2 separate regions of the Ovis aries genome follow, and region 1 is linked to region 2. The links are chromatin contacts, called in public Hi-C maps. All regions are on one chromosome and are shown on one strand. The core of a region is the stretch at or near the end of the contact, and the rest is flanking DNA. Distances in the headings are between cores, read along the strand shown.

Region 1 (2,704 bases), core at 49-2,548, 210 kb before region 2:
GATCTGCTAATTCACTTTGTGACAAAAAGCAAACAGCCTAGTAGGGCAGAGACAACCCCAAAACCCTCCTATCTTTTAAAGACAATGGGACAAGTGTCAGAATCTCTCTCCTTTCAGGCAATCCTAATGCAGGAGAAGGGGGAAAAATTGAGTTTTTCAAATGTCCAATGCCCCAAATTCCAATTCCACTAAAAAATGCCGCAAACAGACTCCTCTTCCCAAACTGAGACTAGAAGCAATTCGGACAGGCTCATTGTCATATGACTGATAAGTCACTGGTTGTGCAAACATTGGTCCCCCCCCCTTTTTTTTTTCTGGTCAACAAAAGAAGCAGGTAAGAAAAACAAGGCAGATGGAGGCAAATCTTAAGGATTCCCAAGGTAAAGAAACTAAAAATGGCCTGGTAGAGAAAAGGAGCTTGTGGGTGTTTCGCTGGTGAAATTCTTAAGTAAAAAAAAGAAAGAAAGAAAAACCTGTATGTACAAACACCAAAAAAGCAAAACGAAAACAAAATCCCTAAAAAAAAAAAAAAAAAAGAAGAAGAAGAAGAAGAAAAAATAGCCTTGGCAGTACATGCGGGTTCATATGACCAGGTCCAGCTGTGGAGAGCCTGGAGCTGGAACAAGCACCAAACTTCTGCCAAGGGCTGGGGCCGAGATCAGGCCGCGGAGCTGGGTCTACGCTCGGGAGACGGTTCAGCAGCCCCAGAAAACAGCAAGAACACGGGGAGCGCCCGGCGCCGCTGCGCCCCACTCAGATGACAACTCCGCTCCACGCTCTGAAAGGCCCCTTTAAAGTGCCTTCTGCGCCGGAGGCAAAAGTACGTTTTAACAATAATTATTTTAATTTTTTTTTAAAAATTTACCCAAACCATTAAAAAAAGAAGAAAAAGAACTGCACCTCCAAGCTCACACCGTCCTGCGGGTGCATGCACGCACTCCATGCTCGGCGCACCGGGACACCTGGCTCACGAAAATCCTTATTTACCTGTTGCCAATATTCCTCCAGGGAGGGCAGCGCCGAGAAGTAACCAGTCTCGTGCACAATCTGGAGTTCCTGGAAGATGCTGCACATTGGGAGCACATCCATGTCGGGTTGGAAGAGACCGTCCCCGCTGCTGTAAAAACAGGGAGGCGTGCAGTCTGCAGTCGGGAGCGCGGCGGCCGTGCCTGCAGCGCCGGGGAAGTTCATGCAAACTCAAGTGGGCAGCGATTAGGCGCCACGGGTTCGGGTCCTGGCCGGAGCCCGGAGACGCGCTCGCGAGCCCGCACAATATTTGCAAACACCGGACTGACTGCAAACGTAACCCCTGCAAAACTTCCCTATTCAAAGCTCCGCTGCCAGCCTCCCCTCCTCCCCGCCCAGCTCCCCCCGCCGCCGCCTCCCCACGTGACTCGCCCGCGCCCGCCCCGCGCGCCGCCCAATCACGCCGCTCCCGGCCCGGGGGCTGCGCGGCGATGATGTCAGCTCCGGCCAATCGCGGGCGGCGGCTCACCGCGGCCCCGCCTGGCGTGACCGAGCCTCTCCATCACCGCCTTCGCCATTGGCAGAATTCGAACTTCGGCCGGTTCTGATTGGGAGGCGGTTTCGCAGGCTATTTTTAGCAGGGTATATAAGGCGCGGGCTGTCTCGCGCCGGAGGAGTCGGAGCTGGGAGGTGCGCGGCCGAGAGGCTGCGTGCGCCGCGGCCGGTCGGGCCGAGGGGACCCGGTGTCCCTGCCCTTCTCGTCCCGGTCTCGGTCCTGGCCCCGGTCTTCCCGTCCTCGTCCCCGAAGCCCTCGTCCCCGAAGCCCTCGTCCCCGAAGCCCTGGTCCCCGTCCGTCGGGCTCATCGCCCGGGCCCGGCCTTGGTTTCCCCGTCGTCGTGTCCCCGTCCTTGTCCCCTCAGCCCTGGTCCACGTTCGTCGGGTCTGTCGCCCGGGCCCTGGTCCCCTGACCCTCCGCCGAGCTGAGGGGAGCGCGGCTGGGTCTCCTCTGTCCCTCGCTCCGACCTCGGGCTGGCCGGCCGTTCTCTATCCCCCTCCGTCCTTCCACCCTCTCGGTGCCCCCTCCTGCCCAGCTGTAGATTCCCGTCTCCATCCCCGTCTGTCACCCTCTTTCCCCCCTCCTTTTCGCTCCATTATCCCTCTGTACCTGCCCCGTTTCCATCTGCACCCACCACCCGCGCTGTGTCCCCCTCCCTCCCCGTTCCATCCCCCTCTGTCCCCAGGTGGCACCTGTGACCCCGGAGTGGGGGGCTGACCAGCCCTGCAGGTGTGCTGAGGGACAGGAGGGCCCTAGTCGCAGGGCTGTGTTGTATATGAATCTGAGTTTCCCCCTTCAGCCTCCCTCACAAGGACAGGGCACTTACCTGGGGGACCACGGCGGTGCCACATCCTCACCCCCGCTGCCTGCCTAACCTGCAGGAGCAGAGTAGCCTGGAAGACCCAAGTTGGATCTCCTGGCTCTTGAGGGGGTTATGTGCACTCTTGATTCTCCCGAACACATTTTTATTTTTAAAAAGAGGGCATCTTGTTGGGGCAGGTGGGGTTATAAATAGAGGGAGCCTATAACCAATCTTAGTAGGGTCCCCCATCCACACCAGCTGTGTATATTTTAGAAACCCAGGGTCTGATCCCAAACCTACAGAGTCCTGGCCATTGTGTTTTAATCAAGCTCTCCAGGTGAATCTGTTGCCACTGAAGTGTGGGAAATGGGGGTTCTAGA
Region 2 (2,700 bases), core at 93-2,592:
TCTCCCAGGACTGCTGCTCTTCCTACAGAACATTATGGGATGCCTTTGCCCAGCTTTGAGGATGTGTTAAGGGCCATCATACTAAAAGCATTCCACACCACGCTGGCCCAAAGAGCACTGCCTCAAATACACAGGGAATGTTTATTTTATTTATTTAACCTTCAAGATCCTTATTAGCTGTTGTAGAAAAGTAAAGATTTATTCATCAATAAAACCCAAAGACTCCATTTACCAAATTTCCATTCTTTACTTTAATGCAATGTGTCTGTAGGGCTTTTAAAATTCATTTATAAAGTTAGAAATATATTCAGCTCTGCTGTCTTGGAGATAGATGGCCACATTATTACTTGTCTGTCAGATATAAGTAGGGCTATTAATAATGTAAAGACAGCTACTAAAGATTCCAAACGTGGGTGTTTCCTTTAGAGGAAATTGCAACTCTAACCTTTGAGTTCCGTTTGGAATCAATTACCTGACTTTGTGTGTATTGTGAAATACCTTTTTTTAGTTTGGAGAGCAAGACATAAGTTAATAGTCTTCAGAATATTTATTGAGAAAGGCAGAGGAAGCGTAAGAATATTAGTGCTAAGAGGATAGTGACTATGACATGTGTTTCAGATTGGGACCAACCTATTCAATATATTACACAAAGGACAGTCTGGACTCCTCTCTGACTGGCACATGGATTTACACAAGATATCGGAGTTGGGGCAGGAATCGAACAAGTGAAAAACTATCGACTGTTGTAGAAAGATGAGATGCCTTCTTAGCCTACAGTTAATGTGTGGATACATACTCAGAGATGCCTTCCTTTCTCCTTACCCCCACAATGAGTTCCAAAAAGAGAATATAATCAGAGAGCCAGTGTTAGAATAAATCTGAAGGTGGATTTTCTGGCTCACAAAGTCCAATTTCTTAAACACCTACATAGAGGCATAACTAGGTCCACACAGCAGCTCTCTGCCCCCTCTCTCTTGGGTATCCTGGGTATAAACCAGGCCCCCAAATATGAACTGGAGACATTAGAGTATGCAGCAGTTAGTACTTTCAAGTAAAGAATGTTCATCCATTTTCACCAGTAAATATGCGTTTATCACACCCTATCCTTGCTGTTAATAGATGAAACAGGAATGCATGGCTATTTTCTTTTAGAGGAAAAAATTCTTAGAGTTGATTTGAATACATGAGAATGGCATCTGAAACACTCCTGGGTGCTATGAGGAACATGTGGATCTCAGAGAAAAGGAACGGAGGTCGCTACGGATCTGCTGCCCTAGCAGACTTCTGGCAGAAGTGGATGTGGATGCAGCTGACCGGATATGAGGGAGCATTTAGAAATACTTCAGTTATACATTGTCTGCGAAAGGGTTGACTCATCAAGGTCTAAGCGAATGTCTTTATTCATTCAATTGTTAAAGGAGCAGAGCTGGCTTACCAGGAAAATTTCTTTTCAGAACCTGTTCATTCGGATAATTTTCAGACAATGGGTGATTTAAGACTTCACCAGTGAGAAAATAAGCAGTAAAATATAAGTTCATTTTCATAAACTTCAAAGATAGCATTGAATAATACCTTGAGATTTTGTTTTTTTTTTCTAGTTGGGGGAAACTGTTAGGATTTTGAAATATGTGGACGTGGCTGTGATTCAGGAGAGCGGCTGACACAGCACCCAGGTTGATTGTTTTATGAGATTTCAATTTGTGGCTTCTACGTGATGACAATTTCCCTCACTGGGGACATGCTGGGGACACATGTGATGCAAGACTGTTCTCATCAGTTGGTGTGTCCTCGGGGTTGAGGAACTGCTTCGCTAAGAACAGCTGTGAGCTGGACAACAAAGTTCTGGCAGGAAGAGACAATGTTTTATTTTTCTTTAAAATTCTGTATTCTGGCAGGGTTTCACTGCTCTGTCTGGGGGCAGAGGAGATGTCGAGCCAGAAGAATAATTGCAGATTTTCACATAATTCTTAAATGTACAGTATCTATGTTTGATGAAAGAGAGAAAACCACCCTGTTAGAATCTTAGCATCTGCTCTGGACAAGGACTGCATCCAGGAAGCTCTCTTTAAGCACGGCTCAAAAAACATGTGAAGGAAAGCCGTGTCTCCTCTGGCATGAAATCTCTTTTGTCTTTGGAGAGTTTAAAGAATATTCATTCATGACTGATCTTCATTCACTTTTATCAATTATTTAGTTGTTAACAGGAGTTGACTGCCTAACACAGATGCTGTCAAACACGTTGGGGCAGCAATGCAGCTTAATAGTTAAGAACGTTGGCTTGGACAATCTTGCTGTGTTTTGAATCATCTCCATCATTTGTCAGGACAAATCACACCTTTGAACAAATCTCTTAAATGATTCGGCTCTCATTTTCCTCATCTGAAAAATGGGTCAGTGACTGTCCCTGCCTCATAAGACTGTCTTGGAAATCAGATATAGACCAGAAGAAGGCTTTGTTTAACCGATTGTTGGTCTCCAGTGATGTCAGAATAGGATGCAGCTGTGTTTCTTTTTGAGCACGATGGAGAGCGCTTTCCTTTCCTTTCTCACCCTTTTTCCATAAAATAAGGGAAGCATGTCTGTTATTGTTCCTAACTCTTGAGGGCAGCTGTCGTCATCAGGGGAGGTGCAGGCAGCCTTGGGGACCATCCTGGACTCTGCGACCCCTGACATGCCAGCGTGCACCTTGAACCCTGGTGA

The links. Hi-C and Micro-C count contacts between places; a contact is called where the count stands out from the background.
Region 1: a contact with region 2 is called in a Hi-C map of tail adipose tissue, with 4 times the contacts expected there. The contact joins the promoter of KLF6 here to the enhancer-like site in region 2. A contact is called at or near these places in 2 of 16 Hi-C or Micro-C datasets (skin fibroblasts and tail adipose tissue).

Annotation. Positions count from the first base shown.
Region 1 is chr13:44,180,967-44,183,670 of ARS-UI_Ramb_v3.0, reverse strand. It overlaps KLF6 (KLF transcription factor 6), which reads right to left and starts at 1,298. Exons shown (of 4, transcript XM_012188639.4): 1 at 988-1,298. The coding sequence starts at 1,191.
Region 2 is chr13:43,971,318-43,974,017 of ARS-UI_Ramb_v3.0, reverse strand. No RefSeq gene overlaps it. Among named protein-coding and RNA genes, the nearest start is that of KLF6, 210 kb to the left of the region's middle. Within about 2 kb of position 1,342, at least 7 of the 54 cell types and tissues checked have an H3K27ac peak or open chromatin away from gene starts, as enhancers often do. A contact at or near this core is called in tail adipose tissue, where this site is marked.